Linked DNA regions of Macaca mulatta: region 2 is linked to region 1. Evidence: chromatin contacts called from public Hi-C data. All regions are on one chromosome and are shown on one strand. The core of a region is the stretch at or near the end of the contact, and the rest is flanking DNA. Distances in the headings are between cores, read along the strand shown.

Region 1 (5,577 bases), core at 1,284-3,783:
GCTGCAGTGAGACCTGCTTTCAGGGCATGTGTATTTTATCCCAGATTCATCTGCTCTTACCTCGAGTCTGGAATCTTAACTCTGCTTGCTTCTTAGTTCAGCCATAGCTACTAAGGCAACGTGTAGCTTACAGTAGACCCAGCAGCGTGTCTCTCTGGCTGCTACTTGGGGTCCAGCTCTCAGTACCCCCAGCAGTGCAGGGGCCACAGGCATGGGCTCTCAGAACTTCTGCCTACCTCCTCCTAGCCTTGCCTCCCCTAGTACACTACCTGCCACCAATTTTTATTTTATTATTAACAACATCATCCATCTTTGTCACTTGCCAGGAGGTCCCATGGTTCAAAATGTGGGTGCCGAGGCTGGGTACCCACCCTGCAAGCTGATATTTCTCTGTCCAGCTTGGCCCCTGGTGAATGATTAAGAGGAGGCAGGTAGTGTGTGTGTTATGCGGGGTGGTGACCAGTGGGAGGGAATTTAGGCGGATTGGCTTTGCCCCGCAAAAGCCAGCCCCGGATGAAAGCGTGCGCTGTTACTGATTTACTTTTCACGAAGGGCTCTTTGGTTCCAAAAAGGCTGGGAGTGATTAGTGCAGGTTAAGTTTGCCTGAATTCTTATTTTGCCTCTTGCTTCTCTTCCTTCTTTTTGGGGTTCTTGGTCTTGCATATCCGACTCAAAGCTGCCCTCTCCACATCTCAGCCCCTCAAGACTCATTCATGTAATCAGATCACCCAATGGGAACTGTGATATTTACAACAAATAAAGAACCCATCTCTCATAGGGCTGGGCGGCAAAGCCCCATGCAGTGGTTCTGAACTCTGCCTCTGTCTGAGCTATCTGGGGACCTTGTTGAAAAGAAAAGAGAAGCCCCTGTCCCCAGGAGTGCCTGATTCTGTAGGCTTGGGTTGGGGCTGAAGCTGGGGCTCAGCATGTGTATTTTTAACAAGCTCCCCAGGTGATCTTGCTACAAGCTCAAGTTTAACACCTTTGAACTGTGCTATGGAAATAAGGAAGGGGACAGGCTTGGGGGCAGCCTCCCTCCTTGTGTTTTATCTTTGTGACCTTAGGCAAGTTCCGTTGTTACTCTGTGCTGCTTTTTCTCATCTCTGAAATGGGAATAATATGGTTGGTTCTTAGCCCTTAGGGTGCGTATGACAGATAATATTCATAAAGCACTTAGCACATAGTAAGTGCTCAATAAGACTTAGCTATGTTTGTGATTATGAATATATTGTATAATAATTCATCAGTAACAGCATTATTAACACAAAGCAGTAGGCACAGGGCTAGCATATAAAAACAATCAACAAATGTCAGTTTTATTATTATAAATATATAATACAGGTTGAGCATCCCTAATCCAAAATTTAAAATCTAAAATGTTCTGTAATTGGAAACTTTTTTTTGAGATGGAGTCTTGCTCTGTCGCCCAGGCTGGAGTACAGTGGTATGATCTTGGCTCACTCCAACCTCCCCCTCCCGAGCTCAAGCCATTCTCCTGCCTCAGTGTCCCAAGTAGCTGGGATTACAGGCACCCACCACCATGCTCCGCTAATTTTTGTATTTTTAGTAGAGACGGGGTTTCACCATGTTGACCAGGCTGGTCTTGAACTCCTGACCTCAAGTGATCCACCTGTCTTGGCCTCCCAATAATCGGAAACTTTTGAGCACTGGCATGACATCACAAGTGGAAAATTCCACACATAAATCTTAACACTAACTCTGTAATGCAACACATTAAAAATATTGTACAAAATTACTTCCAGGCTATGTGTATAAGGTATATATGAAACATAATTGAATTTTGTGTTTAAATTTGGGTACCATCCCCAAGATATCTCATGATGTATAATGCAAAGATTTCAAAACCTGAAAAAAATCTAAAATCTGAAACATGTCTGCTCCCAAGTGTTTCGGATAAGGGATACTCAACCTGTATATGTTGCATAATATAAATATTGTTATATTTCAAATTATATTATGTATTACATATGAATTATCATGTGTGGGGGATGTATGCCTACACCTATGATGACATCAGACAATATACATGTAGAGTATAAATATTGACATAATGTATTATTGTGTAAATGTTAAAATTATAAGTATCGTGTAAGGAAGTTATTACTACTGGACCTGCTGTCTAGTAAGTGCTCATTAAATATATTAACCCTTTTTTTCTATTGTTTGTAATATTCACTAGCAGTAATAACATAGAGAAAAGGAAAAACCATCAGCAATAGTGAGGCAGCGGACAGGGGGCTCTTCCTTCCTGCAGAGGCAGCTGCCTGTGTTCCAGCATTCACAGGGGACTGCCCCAGACTGTTGGGTTCCTCTGCCTGGCCTAGGGATCTGGTTCTCACTGGGATCCAGAGCTGGGGAGAGAAGGAAGGGCGCCTCTCCCAGGCCTCCAGCCCTCCCTCAGCAGGGGATTTTCCTGTGGATGCAAATTGGCCGGTTACTTGAGACGTTCTCCAGTCAAATAATTCTCTCCCTCGTCAGCTGGGCCGCTAAGCGCCAGGGATGTTATGACAATGGTCGCCCTGGCAACGGCGGGAAGGCGTCGGGGCTGCCGGCTGTGGCTGCCGCGATTTCATTACCCGCATGGGGTCTGATCACCCGAGAACCTTAATAACACAACCAGGGACCCGGTCCTGCAGGTGCTCTGTGCCCGCTTGAAAAGGACTTGGGATTCATTTTTAGTGGCCTGGTGTTTAACCACCAAGGATGTTGGTTTATTGAAAGACCAAGGAAAATGTATTGAGCACCGACTGTATGCCAGGCACAGATCTGAACGCTGGGGAAAAGACAGGCAAAGCCCGTGCTCTCTTGAGCTGACATGATGGGTGTGTGGTGGTGGTGGTGGTGGGGGGGGGTGCGTAACCATGGAAACCAATAAACAGGATGATTTGTGAGATAGCGAAGTGCCACCAAGGAAAGAAAGCAGGGCGGCGTGACGGTGGCATTGAGGGGGGCTCGGGCAGAGGTGACACCTGAAGAAACGGAAAGGGTCGTTTATGCCTAAAGCTGACAGAAGAGCTCCGGACGGTGGGACAAGCAAGTTCAAAGGCTGGAACTCTTTGCTGCTCATCTGTACCTTTAGGGAGAAGGTAGCGATTATGGGGTGCTGATGGGCAGTCCTGAGGGACACAGAGGGCTCTGGAGCCTGCCTCTTTATGTGTGTGACCATAAGGCCAGCCCTGTCCCATTCCTGAGCCGCAGTTTTCTCGTGTGTAAAATGGGCTGAGAGCTAAGCCCCTTCCCTTGGCGCTGCTGCGAGGTCTACACCAGGGATGGTTCTTGCAAGGGCCCGGTCCGTAGAAGGCCCCCACGGTGTCCTGCATTCCCTCCCAGCTTTCATGGACTCCGCTTTTGTTTTATATATATGTAAAAAAAATAGCACCTAAAGGGTGAGGATCTGGGGCTCTGTCAAACCCAACGGCCAGTACGTTCCCGGAGGTCTCCAGGTTTGATCTGGGTTTAGATTTGGAGTGAAAAGTTCCCCGTTTCACATTAGGGATTTCAGACACGATTATTTTTAGCTCTGTCACATGGCTTGACTTTTTGATTTTGTGTGTGTGTGTGTATGTGTGTGTGTGTGTGTGTTTATGCTGCTAAATTTACCGCCATGCTAATACAGAGTACAGTAATAAGGCGCTGCGGACGCTCCGATGGGCCAAGGCCTGAAAAATTTTCCATCTGTCGTGGAAGGTGCCAGGCTGCCCCCTGGTGTGGAGATGGAAAATTACACCTTCGGGCTCCAGCTCTGTCGGATTTCCGCAACCTGTGATCCCTCTAACCCCAGGCCCAGGGAACCTTAGCCTACACCTGGGCAGTGCAGAGTCAGACGGTGGGCTTGGCTTGGGTGTGCTATTTCCAAGAGTCCTGTGTTTCTTTATTTGAAGATGGAACCTTTGTTTTTTTTCTTCAGTTCGGCTCTGCATGGACTTGAATTGAGGTCGACCTAAAAATCAATTAGGCCGCCTGGCAGGGTGAAGCCATACAAAGGCCCTTTTCTAATTGTGCTTCTCAACCGTTGATGCTCTGTTTCAGCAGAGAATTGTGAAGAGGGCACGGCACTGGGAACTAGAGGTCCTGAGTTCAAATCACGACCCTGATACTGCTTTATCTCTGTGATCACGGGCACGATTCCAGCAATTCCAAGGCCTGGTTTCCCCATCTATAGAATGATATTCACAATCGGGCCAGGTACAGTGGCTCATGCCTGTAATTCTAGCACTTTAGGAGACCAAGGCAGGAGGATTGCTTGAGGTCAGGAGTTTGAGGCCAGCCTGGGCAACATAGCAAGACCCCACCTCTACAAAAAATGAAAAAATTAGCTGGGCATGGTGACACACGCTTGTAGTCCTAGGTGCTTGGGAAGCTGAGGTGGGAGGATTGCCTGAGTTCAGGAGGTTGATGCTGCAGTGAGCTACGACTGTGCCACTGCACTCCAGCCTGGACAACAGAGAGAGACCCTGTCTCAAAACAAGTTGAAAAAAAAAATCTACTCACTCAGGATTGTCATGATACATGAACCATTCTGGAAAATAATTTATTTAGAGATGTTGGTAGATTAAGATGAATACATGGAAATTCACCAAGTAGAAGAGTCAGTGCCTTTCCCACCTTCTGTGGTGAAGAATCAGCTTTATCTTTTCTGACATTTTGCAGCCAATACTTTTCTGAAATAGAATAAAGAGGATTTATGAGGGAAATGAAATGGAGAAAACCCCAAACAACATCCAGTGCTCACTTTGAAAAAATTAGATTGAACAGACATAAGATGACTCCATCAGATAGCTATAAAAGTATCTAAAGGCTCTCTCTTGATTTCTGTACTTATCCAAAGGTATAGAAAAGGCACCTGTCTTCAAGTCCTGCCTGAAATAGCCCACCTTAAAGGCAGGGGTAGTGTGTAGGTGATTTTTGTATCCCTTGCTGTCTGTATTTTGAAAGCACCTCAGCCAGGCGCCGTGGCTCATGCCTGTAATCCCAGCACCTTGGGAGGCCAAGGCAGGTGGATCATTTGAGGTCAGGAGTACCAGACCAGTCTGGCCAACATAGTGAAACCCCATCTCTACTAAAAATACAAAAATTAGCTGGGCGTGGTGGCATGCATCTGAAATCCTAGCTGCTGGAGAAGCTGAGACACGAAAATTGCTTGAACCCAGGAGGCGGAGGTTGCAGTGAGCCGAGGTCATGCTACTGCACTCTAGCCTGGGCAACAGTGAGACTCTGTCTCAAAAAAAAAAAAAAGCACCATGAACATCTTTAAATGAATGAATGAGGCCTCACTTCTCTTAGAATAAATGTGGAGCTCCCATTATTGTTATCCTATGTTATGGAACATGGCTTTTTTTTTTTTTTCTTTTTTTCTTTTGAGACAGAATCTCGCTCTGGTGCCCAAGCTGGAGTGCAGTGGCACAGTCTCGGCTCACTGCAACCTCTGCCTCCCAGGTTCAAGCGATTCTCCTGTCTCAGCCTCTGGAGTAGCTGGGGTACAGGCATGCGCCACCACGCCCTGCTAATTTTTGTATTTTTAGTAGAGATGGGGTTTCACCACATGGGCCAGGCTGG
Region 2 (5,045 bases), core at 2,240-4,739, 520 kb before region 1:
AACTTCAGCCCTTTCATCGCCGTCTTAAAATCCTTAAAGTATAGTGGGGGAGGGGCGGAGCCAGGTTCTCTAGAGTCAGGCAAATCTACGGGCAGGCCCAGCAGCCATCAGGACCCCGAGGCTCGCAGGCGACATCCGGAAACAGCCGCCAGGCGGCGCCTGGAGCTAGAACTAAAGCAGGGATCGTTAGCGACCTAGGGGCGGAGGGTTTGAAGGGCCCTTGGCAGGTGGAGGTGGTCTCTAATCTAAGCAGGGGAACCACGCGAACTGCCCCCTTGTTAGGTCTGAAAACCTAGACATCCAGAGTGTGCGTGATCATGCAGCCTGGCTCCTCCTGTGACTACTTAGAGCTTTATTAAGAGCTAAAAGACAAGGATGCTGATATTCCATCCTGGGGACAGCAAAACAGTATTTTCCCAGCCCTTAGGAATCCTTTCTATTTGTGTAAGGTTTATTCGATAAGATGTTCCCCCGGTTTTACAAACGAGAAACGAGCTGTCGTTTGCCTAAAAAAAAATAGCAACGTCCAGTCTGATTTTTTAGACTCGGAGACCCAGGCCTTCCGCGGTACAGCTGTCTTGAATATTAATTTTTTCAAAGGTGCTTTTGCCTAATCCAACAGCTTGCTCTGAGCTCTCAACTGAAGAAGGGGAGAATTTGCCTACCAGAAGTTATTTGGCTAAGCAAGACCTACGTGGAAGCTTAAAAACCAGGAGAGCTGAGTATCTGCAAGAATTAATTTGTGGGATTCCCTCTGAGTAAAAGAGGGACACGGTGTTACAAGTTTTGCTCAAAGAATAGATTTAAGGTGTCCCTTTAGCTAAGAGCAGTGTGGTCTAGTTGTGTGTAGCGAGAAAAAAGGATAAGGTTTTTAATGGTTTGTCCAAAGTAGCCCCACTTTCATGTTCCACCCGAGTCTCCGTAGGAAACGCAACCAGTAGTGAAAACACATGTGAAAACCAGGGTGGAACCGAATATTCCCATTCTCAGACCTTTTGTGATCAAATTTCTCTCTGAATTGGCCCCCATGGACTCTTCTAAAAAATGAAACATTATTCCCATCCCATTTATTTTGACATTTATTTACTACCTTGTTTTAATTAAAATCTTGGCTCTATTTGTAAGGGATTTTTTGTCCCAACAAAACTAAAGAATTTCCAGAATGGAATGCTAAGATGTCTTTCCAGGAGTTCCGAGATCTTCTGAAGCGCCTTCTAAATAAGAATCATTCTCAGATCTCACCAGGTCTGCCATCTATATTTAAACTAGGATTTCGGAACTGTCTCGTGTCCAAAAGATGAAGTCATTTTCTTTTTTTGTGCTGTTGGAGCACATCTAAATTATTTGCAATCAACTATATTGAGTAACTTGCGTTCCTATCAGTAGCAATAATCATAGTGCAGAAAAAGCAAAGATTTTAGAAATCAACAGTTCATTGATACAATGAATTTTTAAGTTTATTTCGTTGCTAAATGGTTTCCTTTCAAGACGCTGAGATTTTTATCATGCTTATGTTTTACTGCTATCTTGACTGCAAACAGCATCTGTAAATGGTCATGCATTTCTTTTTTATATGTAATGAACAGACACAACTGAGCACTTGGGTGATGAAAACTTACCCCATTTTTTCTACCCAGATTGCCAGCTGCAGAACTAAAAAATGCTCGTAAGTGAAGGTGGACCTACTCAAAAAAATTATGTTGTGGCTTTAGTCTTACCCAACCTTTAGATTTATTTAATATGATTTTGGACAGTCGCTAATCTCCTGTAAAAACCAAGTTTCCTCAAAACCAAGTTTTACCACCTTGAAATCTTTTTCTGTATGCCTTCTCACAATGGTACTCAGACACCGCTCAGCAACTCGACTTGACTTGAAGTGAAGTGCTGCCAGCCCCATTTCCACAACTTCTTTGCTTCCAGGCCTTCTCTGCCTACCCTAACACTGAAACTGAAACTTTAAAAGGGGACATCACAATTGGAATGGAGTATGATTTTTTTTTTTTTTTTTTGAAACGGAGTTTTGCTCTTTTGCCCAGGCTGGAGTGAAGTGGCATGATCTCGACTCACTGCAACCTCCACCTCCTGGGTTCAAGCGATTCTCCTGCCTCAGCCTTTCGAGTAGCTGGGATTACAGGCGTGTACCACCACGCCCCACTAATTTTTGTAATTTTAGTAGAGACGGGATTTCACCATGTTGGCCAGGCTGGTCTGGAACTCTTGACCTCAGGTGATGAATGGAGTATGATTCTTAAACACTAGAAGAAACATGTATACTGTTTAGAACACAAACACATTTTGTCAGCTGGAGTTAAAAAGTTAACAATCGAGGGTTCTCTGAGAACTAAGGCCCTGTGTACATCTGACAAAACTGAGGATCAAAATGTGTTCCTGAAACGAAACAATTTCTTCATCAAATGCTAAATTCTAAAGTCCATAAACTTACTTAGGGTATTAAGAGTAAGGAAAGCAGTTTTCTGTTTCCGGTGTTGATTTGATCAGCATATCCAGTTTCACAAAAATAACACAAATGGGTCTTAGTAGCATGATGCACTTTCACCCCTGGCAGGCACTATCCTTTAGCGTGGATCAAGAGGACTCTCTGATTATCACATATTACACTTGGGTCAAAGCTCGTTATCCTTTGGCCCCTCGTTCACATAAAATCATTAAAACCTGTGGCCCTGGAAAAAGGTTACACTGAATAAGTTTGCTGAAACCTTGTTAAGCTAATAATAGGGTTCCCCTACCAGTCTTTCTACTGTCATAAAAACCTACAAACTGAAAATTTCTAAAGCTTTGTTCTTGCACCCATCAAAATGTGCCCTGCATTGAACGCTTAGTTGGGCAAAGTATGCACCAAGTACTGTGTAGAGATTTTTTTTCCCCCAACGGTACCAAACTGACGGCTGCTGAACTCAATGCAAGGAGAAGCAATTCCCTTGCAAGAGATTTTAAAAAGAAATGGTTTAAATCCAGGAAATTTTTACAAATCCTGGGCAAATAAATGCTATATTAGTTCATGGCAGAATTACTAAGAAAGCTGTGCAAGGTCTAGCGAGGGACTGGGGTCCTCCCCAAAGGCTTTAACATGGTGGTCCCTGGGAATCTCCCAAGAAAAGTAAAGGCGTGGGGAGAAGCGCCATGAACTTTGACCCGAGAGCAGCACAAACAAGACTGACCGCACCCCAGGCGGGCCCGTGGGTTACTAAAGTTGCAAGGTCTTCCGCGTCTGAGGAGACCCCGCCCTGCCCTGTCCCGCCCACCGACAACTCCGCCAATCCTCGGGCTCCATCGACCTCTCGGCTTCCCAGGCTCTATCAATCAAATACCTATATACGGCCCCGGCCCTGTGCCCCGCGATCAGGGAAGGTCAGTAGATTGCCTATTGGAGCCCACTGGGGGCGTGGTCCGGGGGTAGGGGGCGGGCGGACTAAGACGGTGGGGCGGGGCGTGCTCGGCGCAGTCGGGTGCGATTGGCCACCCCTGGCAGGAGCCGCACCTCGGACAGCAGCAGCGGCGGCCGCGGGAGGGTCCGTGTGGCGCCGGGCGGCGGGGTCCTGCGTGTAGAGTGGGGCGCAACGCGGAGATCGCGAGCAGAGGCTCTGCACAGCCTGATCCGGCACTCGGCGACCGGACCCAAGGATCCGCCGAGGAACAAGCCACAGGAGAGCGACTCAGGAACAAGTGTGGGAGAGGAAGCGGCGGCGGCGGCGCCGGGCCCGGGGGTGGTGACAGCAGGTCTGAGGTGAGAGCACCGGGGCGCCGGGCGGTGACAGTGGGAGCCGAGGCGGCGGGACCCCAGGCGGAGTGAGGGCGCGGGGGACTCGAGTGAGGGGAGTTCGGGAGCGGGCTCGACAGTGCAGACTGTGGAGAGGAGACCCCGGGAGGGACCGGGACTGCGAGTGAGGAGAGAGGACTCCGAGAGGTACCGAGGCAGTGGCTCTGAGTGGCGAGGACTCCGAGAGGATCCAAGACTGAAAGTCTGAGGGGAGAGGTCCCCAAGAGGGGCCGGAACAGTGCGCGTGAGAGGAGGGGACCCGGAGAGGGGCTGGGGTAGCGGGGTGAGGCACTAGGATAGGGGAATGAGGGGAGGGGTCCCCCGAGGGACCAGGTCCCGGAAAGGGTCCGGGACAACCGGGAGAGGGGAAGGGTCCTCGAGAGGAGCCGGCACTGAGAGTCTGAGAGATGGGGACCCCGAGAGGGGCTGGGACAGCACTCGGGGAGAGGAGACCCTGAGTTGAGGGGAGGGGACCCAGAGAGGAGCCGGGACAGAGTGAAGAGAGGGGACCGATCAGGGGATGTGAAGACAGGGGACCCCCCCAAGAAGGCTTAGAACAGAGTGTGAGAAGACCCCAGGAAAGGCCAGGACAGCGGGAGAAGAGGAGGGGTCCCGGAGAGGGGCTGGGCTGGGACAGCGGAGCTGAGAGCAGGACACCCCGAGAGAGGCAGGGACAGCGGGTGTGAGCAGGGAGACCCCGAGAGGGGCCAGGACGGCGGGGTAAGAGGAGGGGACCCCCAGAGGGCACGGGACAGCGCATGCGAGCGTGGGACCCCGAGAGGGGCTTTGAGCGTCGGTTGCAGGCGCGGACCCCGAGGGAGGAGCGGTGAGCCAGGGCTGTGGGTCGGGCCCCCAGTCAGCACAGCGGGGGCCCGGCGTGAGCAGCGAGGGAGCGGGCGGGGGGTCGCGCTCGCTAAGTTGCGGGAGCCCCCCAGGAACGGCCGCGGCGGGGAGCCTGGGTCGCGGTCGCGGCGTCGAGCGAGTAGGAGCCGGCGGCAGCGCAGACGAGTGGAGCGGGGAGGTGCTCCCAGGGTCTGGCATCAGCGACCTCCCTGAGGGTGAAGAGTGAGCCCCCTGGACTCCGGGGGGACTCTGGAGCCAGATTATGTAAGGGAAACATCTGCGAAGTGGAATGCACGGGCTGGAGGAGCTGGAGGGGCTGGTGGGGCTGGCCGCAGGACAAAGATCTTGGAATGATCAAGAGACCTGCGCCGCCTTACCTCTTCTCACTGACCCGCTGGCTTCGCATTCGTTCCTTAGAGTTTGA

Evidence for each region. A called contact is a pair of places that touch in the nucleus more often than the background predicts.
Region 2: a Hi-C map of fetal cortex germinal zone shows a contact between it and region 1, with 6 times the contacts expected there. The contact joins the promoter of TAOK3 here to the enhancer-like site in region 1. A contact is called at or near these places in 2 of 14 Hi-C or Micro-C datasets (fetal cortex germinal zone and fetal cortical plate).

What each region holds. Positions count from the first base shown.
Region 1 is chr11:125,142,192-125,147,768 of T2T-MMU8v2.0, reverse strand. All of the region lies in intron 1 of KSR2 (kinase suppressor of ras 2), which reads left to right. Among named protein-coding and RNA genes, the nearest start is that of KSR2, 94 kb to the left of the region's middle. Within about 2 kb of position 2,533, at least 13 of the 40 cell types and tissues checked have an H3K27ac peak or open chromatin away from gene starts, as enhancers often do. A contact at or near this core is called in fetal cortex germinal zone and fetal cortical plate, where this site is marked.
Region 2 is chr11:125,662,106-125,667,150 of T2T-MMU8v2.0, reverse strand. It overlaps TAOK3 (TAO kinase 3), which reads left to right and starts at 3,489. Exons shown (of 20, transcript XM_077955353.1): 1 at 3,489-3,745.